Regions from separate parts of the Rattus norvegicus genome. Here region 2 is linked to region 1. A link is a contact called in public Hi-C data. All regions are on one chromosome and are shown on one strand. The core of a region is the stretch at or near the end of the contact, and the rest is flanking DNA. Distances in the headings are between cores, read along the strand shown.

Evidence for each region. A called contact is a pair of places that touch in the nucleus more often than the background predicts.
Region 2: a Hi-C map of Schwann cells shows a contact between it and region 1, with 5 times the contacts expected there. The contact joins the promoter of Arid2 here to the promoter of Ano6 in region 1. A contact is called at or near these places in 4 of 12 Hi-C or Micro-C datasets (Schwann cells, frontal cortex, mammary epithelial cells and 1 more) and 1 of 1 datasets of contacts at active chromatin or transcription factors (oligodendrocytes).

Annotation. Positions count from the first base shown.
Region 1 is chr7:128,809,322-128,816,731 of GRCr8, reverse strand. Ano6 (anoctamin 6) reads right to left here and starts at 3,601. Exons shown (of 20, transcript NM_001401001.1): 1 at 3,353-3,601. The coding sequence starts at 3,425.
Region 2 is chr7:129,323,674-129,331,083 of GRCr8, reverse strand. Arid2 (AT-rich interaction domain 2) reads right to left here and starts at 4,713. Exons shown (of 21, transcript XM_345867.10): 1 at 4,363-4,713; 2 at 4,163-4,256; 3 at 2,999-3,096. The coding sequence starts at 4,454.

The DNA.
Region 1 (7,410 bases), core at 2,352-4,851:
AATGAAGGACACAGAAGATAGAAAGAAGGGATATGAGAATGCACAGGCTTGGGAGGACGATGAGTCACAGGGAAAGAGAGGAACTGAGGCTGGAAGCAGTCAAGTAAAGAATGACTTCACTCCTTCCCACTACTCAGCTCAAGAGGCGGACTTACGCTAGGTGCGACAGCTAGAACCAGATGCTCAGAGATGGTCCTTCTTCTGTAAGCTCAGAGACACACTCCTTAAACCTTGGGTCACTGCAGTCACAACTAAACCCAAATCCTGGGAAGGTTAACATTCCCATCTCCCCCTCTGCTTCCCAGCACACTGCCAGATGCAGATCTGATCTTTCCAGGACATATTTCTGGGGCTCCCAAGTAACAGACAGCTCAAGATCTTCAAAATGGAGGATTCTCCACAGGATTGTCCCTCCACGTCCTTCCAGCCTGGCATCTCTGCCCTGGAAACTTGTCTATGCCTTTGTGTCCCTGCACAGGCTAGGCTTCACACCCTTAACCACCTCTTCTGGAAAGTTCCCCTTCATGCCGTCCGTCCTTCCAGTTTTGCACACACTTCAACAAAGCCAACCTCTACAAGAGACGTTTAATGCTTCAAAGGACCCCCCATCCTGGGACAGAGGGTGTCTACCACACAGCCTCCTGCACTTAGCCCAGAAGGGTTACTCAACCACTGTTCATGAAGCCCAACAGACCAGGACTAGATCGGGGATGATTAAACATGAAATGGACTGTGGGAATAGACCACATGGGTAGATAAGACTCTCTAAGACTGCAACGCTGAAAGAGAACTGAGAAATGAATGGCCAGACCATCATCTAACATGACCTCTGTCTATTTTCCCAAGTGACAATCAACATGAAAAGTCACTAAGTCAACTACCAAAAACAGATGGTGAGCCTAAAGCTGTCGAACTTATCCATCTGAACCCCGAGTTCTTCCTCAGAGCCCCCGTGTCTAGAATCACTTTCCCTTGGCAGGGTTTGAACCACAGATAATCCAAGAAAATAAAAGCCCTTTTAACCTATGATACAAACTGTTAGAGGAGTGAGACGCACTAAAGAAATATATTAACCAAGATCATCTACATTCTGTCATGAAAGCTATTGTTATCCATTTTTTTTTTTAAAAGATGGTTGGGGGTTGGGGAGACAAAAGAGCCAAAACAGAAATGAAGGTCAGAAAACGTGTGGAAGTCTCTCCTTCCATCATGTGGGTCTCGTGGATTGAACTCACGGCCTCGAGCTCAGTGGCAGGTGCCTTCACCCACTGACCCATCTCACCTGTCCTATATCCACCACTTTTTATATCAAGGAGAAGTGATGCCGAATCAGCTCACTGATGAACTGGAGGTGGGGAGTGTGGAGACAAAAGCTGCCAAGGACAGACCACCCTCTGCCTTTCCAGTCATTTGCAGTTAAAGCCATCTCTGCTAGGGCACTTCTGCAACTGCCACCTACACCAGATTTCTGTGGCTCCTTGGTGAAAATCAGAGCAGGTTTTCCAAAACAAAACAAAAACCACTGTGCCCCCGTGGGTTCATTCCTTACTGCACCTTTCAGGCATTACTTCCGGTGGCCATGACTTAAGCAAACAAGGAAGACACCAAGGGAAATACACCATTTTCAGTTCTCCATGTAGGTTCATTCCACATAAGGAGGCCACTCCTGCGGCAACTAAGTATCGAGCAGCAACAACCTGAAGTAATTGTGTATAAAGCTCTACAACCCAGTCTCCCAGAAGACTCTGCCTCACACATGTGGGCGGGACACCTCGGTGATACCATCGTCTATTTTAAAACGTTTTACTTTGGTTGCTTGAGATTAGCCTTAGATGATGTCGGGGAGGGGGGGGGGGCTCGTGTCTAAGTAACTTTCCTGCTCTGAATTTTAAAGCTAAGCGAAATGTAAGCAGAAACTAGCATCAATGCTGATTATGCTTTAAACGATTATACAACTGGTGACGAGGACTGAAGAAAGATATCAATCAAGAGCTTTCATACTACGCGATTGGAGGCAGAGGTTTTCATTACAATCTCCACTTCACCAGGGCCTTCTCTCCCACGGTTGGAAATTAGAACTAGTTTCTAATAGTCTATCAACCTACTGCAGTAACCTTCAAGAAGGTTTCTGTAGTGACATAAACACTCATAGGCTTGGTAAAACGTTGTCTGGTACAAAAATAACTGTGTTCCACATTCAACTTCTAATTCAGTAAAGGACAACCAAAAATGGCCAGAATCTGCTTAAATATTTGTGACCTGCCAAAACAGGCCGTCTGCTCTCTAAGGTCCTACTCTAAATACCGGAGGCTTCGGTAAAAAGAAGCAGAGGTAGTTAACTGCATCGGCTGTTTTACTTCAAGGAAAAAGTGTGGATCATTGAAAGTGAGGCCAGCCTATTGGCAGGGTCTGAAGACAACCTATGATACCTATCATGTAACAGAGGCTAGCCCAAATTAGATTTCCTGTCTAAATTGAAATCTGACGGCAGCAATTACTTGCTCAGCTTCTTGCCTATGTCAATCCTATTCCTGATCTCTCTTGAGTGCGTCATTATAGCGGACGAGAATATTTCCCCCAAGAAACTAACTGGGCTAACACGAGTGTAACTTTTTAACGTTGCTCCCACGGGTGTTATTTTGTGTAAATGGTCACTTAGTGTTCAGTCGCATGAAACGGTAGCATCTTTTGCCCAGCAGCCGCCAGGTGCAGAGCCTTAAACTCGCTCAACTCTGGGAAATCAGAAACTTGTGCTTGACAGTGTGGGGCTCCAGGGAGGCTAACCTGCGCGCACTTCTCTCCTCTACTTGAAAGGGAATACTATTTGCTCTGTCCACAGAGATGAGTGCCTGATAAACCGCTATCACAATGAAAGGCCAAGGCTGATCGCGGCGTGGAATTCCCAAGTTCGGCTAGACCAGGGAGTTAACAAATTCCTATGATTGGTCTGTGAGTAAAACCTGAAAGGAAGGAAAAGCCACACCCAACTATTAAATTTACTTTGTAAAGTGTTTGGAGGCCGTGAGAGGGAACGTTTTGACATCCAGGAGGCCTGATGGAAATGTGCCATCTTCCTCCACCCGGCGTCGCCCCGCGTCTCTGCCCCGCGCCCGAAGCTCCAGCCCTTTTGTTTGTGTCTCTGCGGGCCGGTGCTGCGGCGCAGCCTGTGGCCTCGGAGAATCCTGCTCAGGTGTGTCGTGAACCCGAGCGCGGGGTCCCCCCAAACACTGCCAGAGACGACGCAGGAAAAAGACCCAAAGTTGCTCGGGAGCCTCGGCTTCCGCGCAAAGGCGTCCGCCCCGGATGCCCCTCGCCCCGGCCCGGCTCCGCGCGCCCCGGCTCTGGCACTCACCAATGTCTCCATCCTCATCGTCGTCCTCTTCCAGCTCCATGTTCAGCAGGACGTTCCTAGTCATCATCTGCATGTCTCCCCGAGACCGCCGCTCGGCTGCTCTCGGCTCTGCTCGGCTCCGCTCGGCTCGGGCCGCAAGCTCCACTCAGCCCTCTCAGCACAGCCCCGCTTCGCTACGCCCGCGCTCTGCTTCGGCAAGCGCTGCTCAGCTGTGCAACTGAGCATGCCCAGAGGGACACCGCCACTCCCGCCCCAGATCAAACCGCCCCGGCTTCTAGGAGCCCGGGAGGAAGTCGGGCTAGGGGAGGAGGGGTTGGGCGAGGGGAGTGGCAGAGGCTGGGCGAGCCTGGCTGCGCCTGCGGAACGCGCCCCAGCCGCAGAGGCAGGCCGGCTTCCAGGGGGCTCGCCAGGGTCTTTAAACTAGTCTGCACAGTGACGAGGCGTCACAAGGTGCCCGATTGGTGTGGGGGAAACGACACACGTGCGCACCTCTCTGTCCCCGCCCGACGGAGCACACACGCGGGGAGTGGTCGCCGGATGCAGGGGATGTGGTTTTGCATTCCCCCTCCAAGCCCCGGGACTATGCCGAACACGTCATAGCTACGTGTAAACTCTTTAATAGGACAATATGGGAAACTATAGTACCAGGAAGAACAAAGAAAGGAAAGGGGGAAATGACGGCAGAGAGTAAAGGAATGCTGCTCTGACAACCCAAGAACTGGAGCAAATGCGGCGGGAGTACGGAGTCCTTGGGTCGCCGGTCTGCACAGCAGCTGTCAAGGACGCTGGTGAACGGTGGCTTCTCCACAGTGCCCGGGTGTCACTCATTCCCTGGCGAATCACTTGCTTCCTGAGCCCGTACCTAGTTTAATGTTCAATGACACTACATTCCCTGTGTTTTATTCTTTCATTTTCTTACCCTTTTTCCTCTTTCGCCTCCCAGATGCTAGGAGTCCAGCCCAGCACCCTTGGTTGGCGTGCTAGGGGAGCATTCTATACCAGCCTACACTCCCAACCCCCATACAGTTAATATTCTCATGTGAAGGAAAAAAAAAAACATTGCGATCAATATTAACGTAGGAATTTAACCACGAGTATGCAGTAAAAAAGACAATACAGATTAGAGAAAACGACCAAGAAACGCTCTCCTTGCTTCTTAGGGTCCGGTTGTGCAAAAGAAGACTATTTGTAACATGAAAGGTAACTGCAGAACTTTGGAGATCTTGAGAAGATGAGGAGACTCTGTGAGAGGAAGGGGGACCAGCAATGACCCATAATGTCATCTGTCTATGGCCTGTAATGCTATCTGAGACCTGTGATGCCAGCTATGTATGACCTGTAATCCCAGCACTGCAGAGGGGGAACCAGGGGGTTCTGAAGCAAGACTGGGCTTCAGGACAGACTGGGAGGGTTAAGGGAAGGGAAGGGGCGCCCTTACTGAACTCTCAGTTCCAGAGGTGTGTCGGTTGCAGGAAGAGTTTTCCGGTTCTTCATCCAGCAAATACATACGTGGTGCTTTTCCTGTGCTGTGTCTGTTCCTAAACGTGTTACAGTGGTCGCTTCATCTCCCCATGGGAGTTACTGCCACTGTTTCACCTGAGCCCCAGACAGGTGAGCATCTTGTCTGCAACCACAGAGAGCCGGTGTCAGGGGTGGCGCCTTTGCTATAAACACCTCAGAAACTGTCTCGAGAGACATTCACACCCACTTCTCCAACCCTCCAGGTCTCATCACTGCTCTGCCAAGGTTCTCAGCGGATGTAGAAGCCCTGGGTCTTCTGACCTAAGACTGCTGAACACTAACTTGTAGCTAGAAAATTCTTGGGTTTGATTCTGAAGTAAGTTTCAGCGAGGCATCTGGAATTCTTCAGAGGTTTTAGAGATCCCATTTGCTTGTTGCTTGATAAGTGTTACAGAAGCCTTGTGGCCTTTTTATGTAGAGATGACTGTTGCCACAAGGAAATGGAATTATTTACATAGGCCAGCTGTGAGTCTATTATTAGTACACCCCATTTGGTACATTAATACATGTCCTACAGTTTTTCTCATGCATTTTTAAAAATCAATCAATATATGCTGTAAAAAATACTCTAATAGTCCCGGATAGGAGCCATACTCTTAATCCTAAGGAAAAATGTCTGTCAATGCATAGTTTGTGAGATAAAATGCTCGAGGCATAATGTGGCTGGTGTATTTGCATTTGCAAAGCTTTTCCAAATCAGGTTCACAGACCAAATACTTCCCCATTCTTTTGTCTTCAGCCGGGACGCTCTCTCTGTCCAGCCTGCAGTTGTTTGGTACTCCAATGGATGCAACATTCAGCCCTCTTCTCCTTCCATATAGAACTGATGCTGTTCCACAGTCTTAACCACTATCTATCCCCAAAAAGGAGAGCTCTGTGGGCTTCCAGTGTGCTCTCACAGGCCTCTTTATTCCAAAGCTCCTGAAAAATTTAAAACCCTACAATTGCTATCTTAAATTTCCCTTTTTTGTTGTTGTTGTTTTGTTTTTAAAGATTTATTTATTTATTATATGTAAGTACACTGTAACAGTCTTCAGACACACCAGAAGAGGGCATCAGATTTCATTACAGATGATTGTGAGCCACCAGATGATTGCTGGGATTTGAACTCAGGACCTCTGGAAGAGCAGTCAGTGCTCTTTACTACTGAGCCATTTCTCAGTGCCAGCCCCTTAAATTAATTTCTCTCTCTCTCTCTCTCTCTCTCTCTCTCTCTCTCTCTCTCTCTCTCTCTCTCTTCCTTTCTTTCTTTCTTTCTTTTTTGGGGTGGGGAGTTGTTGAGACAGAGTTTCTCCATATAGTCCTGGCTGTCCTGGAATTTGCTCTCTAGACCAGGTTGGCCTCAAACCCAAAGATCCGCCTGCCTCTGCCTCCAAGCTCTGGAATTAAAGGAGTGCACCACATTCACCCACCAGGCAAGCTTAAATTTCTAAATAGCATTGTCTGTGAAATTTAACTTTCTCAGTGAGGTCAGCTGGGGCAATGCCTCCAGTCACATGCAATCCCTCGTCCTGTCATTTCTGGGTCTCTGTAAAATGGACCCTCTGCAGGCAGCTGCTGTGTTCTTCGATCTCTGCCATCCTCCTGAGCATACTTGAAATCACTATGGAAGCCTGGGTCAGGGTCATGGTGGCAGCTGTCCCTGACCTGGACTGCCAGTACCTCAATCACCCAGACTGAAGAGTAAGAACATCTCACTCATGCCGAGACACAGAGGTTGCCATCTCAGCCATGTGGATTGCCATGAAAAGCCAGAGAGAGATACCTGACTCGCCTTCTATCCCGGTCCAAAGCAGCTAGTCAGACCACCAACCTATTAGTTGGAGACTCCACAGCTACTGAGCCGTAGATGCTCTTTGAACAAAGAACTCTATTAAAAATATTTTAGCTTTATTTTTAATTATTTGTATACGCCTGTGTGTGGATTTGTGCACTTGAGTGCAGTGCCTGAGGAGGCCAGAAGAGGGCGTCAGGCCTTCTTAGAACTGGAGTTGTGAGCAGCCGGACCTGGATGCTGTGCCGCTCTTAACTGTGCCATCCCTCCAGCACCGTTACGGTTCTTATCTTGTGGCTCTTGTGTGACTTTTTTCTAGAGAGGCATTAGCAAACACTTGATTGACCGGGATGAAGAACCAAGTAACAGCGCCACTCGAGTCCAAAACGGTGAGCCAGTGGGTATTGGAGTTATAGGAGCGCTGATGGCTTAAAGGCAGATGCATCGTTGAAAAGCCCAACCCAGCTCTGGCACCCTAGAGCCCTGCTTCCTCTACGCTCCCGGAAGGACCTGTGTGCAGTTCAGCCGGTCAAAATTAACTTCAAGCAGCTCAGACCTGGGAAATCTCTCCTCAGTGACTGCTGCTGTTTATGTAACTTTGGGGGTGGGGTTTCAGATTCTTGTAAGTTTAAGGAATTTTCTGAGAATGAGGAGGCTTCCTTCTTGACTTTCAAGGAACCTCTCTCTCCAGGACAGGATGTTTGGGTGCTTCTATTCAGAGGGACTTGTCCGGGACACCACTGACCCCTGAAAATTGTGTACA
Region 2 (7,410 bases), core at 3,464-5,963, 510 kb before region 1:
GCAGTTAAGAGCCCTGGCTACTCTTCCAAGACCCAGGTTCAGTTCCTAGCACCCATATGGCAATTGCAACTGTCTGCAACTCCAACTCCAAGGGATTCGAACCCTCCCACAGACATATATGCAGAAAACATCAATGCACATTAAATAAAAAAAAATCATTTAAAAATAAAAAAATGAAACACCGGTGTTAAATAATCAATTGGATATTCAATTTTGGGCTGAGAATTTTTGTTGTAGATAATCTACAGTTGAATGAATGTGTATTTGATATATTTAACCTAACTTGGCAGGCTACAATGTCTATACTCAATGACTATATTTATACCAAAAAGAAGACAGAAGAACTGTTGGAACGTGTACGCGGCGCACACAGTCTACTCTTCTTTGTCCGTAACAGTATACAGCTGCATCAAACCGTCCTAGTCTAATAGCTGCTCACTCAGCTAACTGTGTGACGACAGGAGAATGTAGACCAGTGTGAAACTATCACAGGGAGCTAGGAAAACAGACAGTCTCCCAGTTTGTCCAATGAAAAAGCAGCTTACATTAAATATGTTCATGTATGCATGGCCAACATGTGACTGAGAAATGATATTGCACAAGCTTAGAATCTCAAAACCAAAATGCTGAGGCAGGAGGAGTCCCCTTGAGCCACACAGACAGAAATACTAACTAAAGAAGAAACAACCAAAAAACAACAAGAAACAAAAACCCACTCAATCAAAAGATACCAAAAACAATTCATCAAGTGCTTTATCAGAAACCATAGTATTAAATCTGATGTAGTAAAGAGTTAACTCACCAAGTCACTCATTCCCATGATTGCCTGGGAAGGAAGGCACTAGGCATTAGGGCTAACTAGTAAATTTACTGTTAAAAAGTCTTGCATGTGATTTACCGGTTAGATTGTTTTAGAGGAAAGTACATGCATAACCCCAACATAACATATATCCTCTAACTACAATATGCCACCACCAGGGAAAAATCTATCAAGGTTGGTAATACCCAATATTTGACCCATCCTATTTCTTTGCAAGCCATGCAAATCTCCCCATGGTTTTATTTTCCCAAACAAATGCTTCCACTCTTTCCCAGTAGCCTAGCTACAGCCCTACAAAAGCAAACCAGGAGAGTGACATATGGGAAAGCAAGTTTACCTAAGGACACAGTTCAAGACAGCCCTAGGAAGAACATAAGGCCCAAGTCGACCCAAGAACAATTTAAACACTTAAGACAATCTCGAAAGCATCCAGCTAGAGCGTAGCCATAAGTACAATTAATGATGACACGATCCCAAGACGAAAATGACAACAGGAAACAAAATACTTATAATTACACTTTGTAAAAGAAAAGAAGTCCAGGGTTGGGGATTTGGCTCAGTGGTAGAGCGCTTGCCTAGCAAACACAAGGCCCTGGGTTCAGTCCCCAGCTCCGAAAAATAGAAAAAAAGAAAGAAGAAAAGAAGTCCAGGTATTTCATTAATTATGTGAAGATTGTTAAGATGAATGCAAATTTTACAGAAAAAAAAATACCTCATCAGCCATATATACCATTTAGCACTGAACACAGAATTTTAATCTATACATTTAATAACACTAAGCATAACTTTAAAATATACAATTAAATTATACAAAATACTACAAATGCTTTTGAATTCATTAGCACAAAGTCCTAACACATATTAGCACAACCCTCTCAAATTCTCTCAGTATAAAAAACAGAAATAATCAAATGGTATTAAATTTTTATTTCTAACTCTATTACTAAGTCAACGGCTTGGGAATTTTTTTTTATTCTTTTATTTAAAAAGGTATTCTGACACATATGCTATCACACACACACACACACACACACACACACACACACACACTCTCTCACCCTTGGTATATTCTAGAGTTCCTATGGAACTCACTAACTGCCAAGTTCTGTGAACTCTTCAGCAAGAAGTCTGAAGTCAATCTAAGGCAGCCAATAGGAAGTCCACCTGTGCAATTACCCTGTTTCCTATTTCAGAATCCTAAGCGCTATACAGAGTGACTAGTGCATTTAAAGCAATATGAAACTAAAATTATGCAGAAGCTACATTGCAAATATAAAACAGGCTATCTTGTAATGTCACCATTACCAACATTCATTAGAAATATTAAGATCATTATTTTCATTTTAAATAATTAAGGTTACTGTGGTAATCAAAGAAAAATAAAAGTTTCCTTCAAAATAAAGTACAGCATGAAAGTATAGGAGAAAATCTAAGAAGAAACCACTAAGTCACAAAATACATTATCTAACTGGATCGTATAAACAAGAAATTGACTTTCTGGAGTAAGCAGTCAAAATATAAGGAAATGAAAGAAAATTCCAACTATAATACCTGGTCTCAAACCATCCCCGTATTCCTAAAGATACTGGATAATTTTAAGTCGCTCAAAAGTTCAATAAATAACAAAGGAGTTCAAAAAGTTAATTCTGATCAGCCAAGGTATCTACATTGAATTATTTATGAAAAAATATCCCATTAAACGCAGAGTAACAGTTCCATGCAGTAAGTTTTCTTTAAACAAACAAATAAACAAACAAAAAATAAAATAAAATAAAAACCCATGAAATTGTAGGCGGTTAAGGGGTTTCCAAATAAAGAAGGGGGGAAAAAATCTTCCCACAGGTTACAAAGTTTCCTTAAGTATCCCAAGTCTTTCACTAAGCACCTTCTTTTCTGGCCCTCAGTGGCTACCCAGCAGTCAATAACAATGTCACAAAAGAATGTTTACAAGATAGGATATGGATTGTCACCTGTAATGGCTTTGTATGAAAAATATAAACGACTGTATTTTTAACCTGAGGAAAACTTCAGACTCCTACCATCTCAGTTTATTGACAGCAAATGCTTCTCAGAGTGAAATTAACAAGGGATTGGAAACTGTCTAGAGCTTAGATTTTGTTGTTTAATTGCCCCGAAGTCCCTCGTTTGCAAATACTGGGGAAAGACGCCACTACTCACCGCAAGTAATACTGTTTTAAAGCAAAGGCAGCGTTAGAACAACTTCTGGGAAAGTTGAACTCTTCAACAATTTCTCCCCACTGATTCTTCTCAGAAACCTGTTAAAAACACAGGCACACTTGTCTGAAAGTGCCCAATCCAAGAAAAACCTACCCTAACTTGGAAGCTAAATGACCCTTCTGCAGAGATCTGTGGGTACCTAAGGATCAGTGGGTGTCTGGGGTCGAGCCACAAGAGTTACCAAGCCAGGGCTGCTTGAATCACTGTGTTTTCACCAGAAAACCCTGTATTTAGCAGCACTTGTTTTGTTTTTGGGGGGGTTGGTGGGTTTGTTTTGTTTTTGAAGCCCGGACAATAACCAATCGCAAGTCCCTCTGTCGCCCCCTTTTAAACCTCAACGCGGTCCGTTTACACTAAAGAAAAAAAAAGTTCAAAAGGATCAATACTGCTCCGGACAGCGACGTCCGCGGGCTCTGGGGGGGCCGGGGCCGGGGCCGACTCCGATCCCTCTCCCAGATCTATCCATCTCCATAGGCCCTTCTTTGAGGCCTACAGCTTCTGCCTAGCCTTGAAGCCTAAGATGGCTATTTGCAGACAGGTCCTGCTTTCTTTTGTTAGCTGTAGAAAGCCAGGGCGAGCGGGCCGAGGCTGTGCCCCCGGCCGCCGGGATCATTTCGCAGCCGATTATCGATGTTAAACCTGCCCGCGCTAATTTTGAGTTGCACGAAAACTGCTCAGAGTCTGTGTGTCTCTGTGTCTCCGCCTGTGCTAGAGCGGCAGCGGCGGCGGCGGCGGCGGCGGCGCTGACTCGCGGGCGGGCGCGGGGCGGGCGGGCGCGGGGCTCGGCGGGCGGGCGAGCACTCTGCTCGCCCGCGCTCCCCGCCGCGCCGCTCAGACCCCGCGGGGCCGGCCGGACACCGGGCAGGGCGCTCCCCGCCGCCGGGCCGCACCGCCCGCCCAGCCCCGCGCCCGCCGCGCGCACGCGAGCCACCAGGCCGAAAACAGCCCCGCCGCCGGCCGCCTCCGTGCCACCGGCTGCGAGCGCCGAGAACGCCGTGTGCCCGGCCGACCGCCCCCCCGGCCCCGGGCGCCGGCTCCCGGGCCGGAGCAGACTTTTCCGAGCAGGCCAGCGAGAGGGAAATACAAATTAAAACTTCCACTCACCTTCGCGAATCCGCCTAAAGTAGTGACTCTGGTGTAGAGCCCGTGAAGATCCAGCTCCTTCCCACCCACCGCAGGGATCTTCTTAAACGGCGACCTGCGGGCGACAGAAAGCCCCGCACTTGTCACCGGGACCCCGCGCCCGCCGCGGGCCCCGTTCGCCCCGGCTCGCCCCGGTGCTGCCCCCCCGGTCCTGCTCTCACCCTCTGCTGTGGTGGAACTGCCGCAGCTCGTCCAGGAAAGCCAGTCCCTTCCTCCGCTCGTCCGGAGGCGCCTTCCCCGTCGAGTTTGCCATTATTTTGCCAAAGGAGGTCTCCCGAAAACCCAGATCGCGGTTCAAACGCGGCCCCCGCTCCCCGCGCTCCCTACCAGCGCCCGGAGCCCATTCCTCGGCCGGCGGTGGCGGGGCTCAGTCATGGGCCGGCGGTGGCGGCGGCGGCGGCGGCGGCGGCGGCGGCGGCGCAGGGAGGGAGGAGGGAGGGGGAGGAGGCGAGGAGGAGGGGAAGGAGGGAGCGGGAGGCCAGGGGGAGCGCAGGGCCGGAGGGAGGGGAATTTCTAAAAAAGTTTAAAGAAACGGGAGCGAAACTAGAGGGGCAGGCGACGGGCGGCCGGGCGCGGAGCCGCGGGGCGAACGCGGCCCCCACCCTGCCTCGCCGCCTCCCGCGGCCCGGCTCTGGCCGCCTCTCAGCGCCGCCGGCCCTGGCGGCTCGGCCCGGGGACGCGATTCAACATGGTGCTGCGGCCGGGGGCGCACGAGCCGGCCGGGGGCCGGGCGAGCGGAGGCGAGGGGCCCGGGCGGCCGCAGGCCTGGGAGTTTCGGCGGCGGCGGCGGCGGCGGCGCGGCGGGGCCGGGGCAGGCGGGGCCGCGTGGGGAGGGGGAGGTCTGTGTGGTGGCTTGTGGAGAGCGGGGTGACAGCGTGGATCCGGGCCGCGGCTCCGCGGGGCCCTCGCACACATTCACGCGCGGCGGCGGCGGCGGCGGCCCGGGAGTCCCCGGGCACAGGCTCCGGCGGCAGCCGAGCCGCTGCGCGCCGCCCGCCCGCCGGCCTGCCTGCCCGCCAGCCTTGCTTCTCAGCCGCCGCCACGGCCGGGCCGCCAGCGCCGCACAGCGCCCCCCGAGGGCCGGCCGCGGCACTGCGCCTGGCTCCACACGGTCGCGGCGGCTCCTCGCGGGGAACAATAGACTCGGCTCGCCCGGCTTAGGGTTCATCTGCAATGTGCAGCACATTTCACACGCACACAAAGCGGGCGGAAAGGGGGGCGGCGCGGGGAAACGGCCACTACCGGTTGTTCCGGGGTTAGGGGTGGAGGCGATGTTCGCGTCCCCCGGCGGACGCCCGCCGGGCCTCCCGCCACACGGAGGCTCGCACGGCGGCGCAGCCCGGGCGGTCGCGGAGAAGTCCGCTCGCCCCCTCTGGAGACGTTTCTAGCAGGAGGCGTCGGCCTCTGGGCTTCATGCTTGAAGGAAGCCCGATGAGCACATGGTCCATGATGGGGCCGTAAACTCACTTTGACAAACTGTGGGATCAAATAGGCTGGGAACTGCCTGCCCTACTTTAGTGGAGATAGAGTAAGGCTTTTAAGTCGTCCTCCCGTTTTTGGTCGGTTTGGTGCACCCAACAGGAGGTATGCAAACGGTCATCGCGCCTGTTGGGGAAATAACCTCCCAACTTTGAGAATAACATTGCTTATGGAGGGTTTTTTTTTTTTTTTGCACTCGTATCTGAAAGAGGGCAAAATGTTTTCACCCCTTCAGTTTTCTGTGTTGATTCTTTTTTTTTAAATGTGTAAATAGGGAAATAAAAATTTTTATTCTAGAATAAAAGCACCACTTAAATTTGTATCGACCGGGTGTTGGAACCCTCCCCGGTTTACAAAGGTTGAGCATCATGCTTCCCCTTTGGTGTATTAGGATTCCCATTTTAGAGACAGCCACTGGTGGCAAAGTCACTAGCCCAAGGTCACAGGATAGTAAGAGTCAGGATGGGTTATTTCAGGTAGTCTTTTCCGATGGGAGCACCTATCGGGTGACGGGGAGGGGAGGGAAAAAAAGAATTATGTAATACAGCGGAGCGTGCTTCCGGTGCTCACTCTAGGAAACGGATTTATTTCCCAAGTAAAGTTTATGTCTTCCACGGGGTCGGGATAAGGTGTGGCTAGGAAATTCCTGACACCCGAGGACCAGTGAGTGCCTCGCAAGCCTGTGAGGGGCGGAGACCCTGGCCGTGGAGGAGGAGAAGCCGGCCGGCCGGGCCTGAGGCGAGGCGCGCGGGCGAGCGGGGAGGGCCGGGCTGAGCCAGCCGCCCCTTCCCCCCCGCCGCCTCAAGGGCAGTGGCGAGCGCGGCGGGCGGGCCGGCCTGGGCTGTGCGGGTTCCCTGCGCCGCGCACTTGCGCACGGCCCCTTGCGTAACCGTCAGCGCCGGGGATTCCCTAGAGGGGGGTCACTCTCTTCAACCATTACACACAGCCGAGCTCCGCCGCGCCTCACAAAATGGCGGCGCCCATGGATCCGGCGGCGGCCGCTCCCCGTCCCCATTTTGTGCGAGGCGAGGGATCTGTCAACATGGAATACCTCCGCCGAGGATGCATCTGACTGGGAAGCCCGCGTCAGGGAACGGAGCCCGCGGGGACCGTGTTGCACGACGTCGGCGACCGCCCGACGCTCAGTCCTCTTCCGTCTTCTCCGAGCGAAGCCTCCGAGGCCGCGCGCACGCTGCGAGAAAGGCAGCGGAAGGCAGAGGCGGGCCGCGGCCGGCTGCTCCGGGGACTCGCGGCGGGGTGACGGCGGGCCGGGATCCGGAGGGACGAGGACCGGGCGGGCCGCTGTGGTCAAGCGTGAGCCGGCCTGTCGCCCTCGTGCGCGCTCGCCGAGGGGCCGCAGAAGCTTCGGCTCGGGGAACGCGGAGTCGCGGTGCCTGCAGCGGCGGCCCAGGCGACCGGGCAGACGCGCTCGGCAGACGCGTGCACCGTAGGGACGGAGACGGCACGATCCTTGACCTTTTAAGTCGTCGGAGCCCTACCTGGGACTGTATGTTGTTGATGTCTTTAGGTGGACATCGGAAACGTCCTTCTACCCAACTCTTGCACTGGGCAGGCCTGCTGGGCTTTTAATTTTCAGGTCCAGGAGCAGAATGGAGGGATGACATGTTGGCACTTTACAAGGGGCAGGTTGACACTTCGAAGGCAGCGAATGCTATGAGTATGTACGTATCCGCACACGTACTTACCAGCAAATTTTGGTTTTCAGAGCA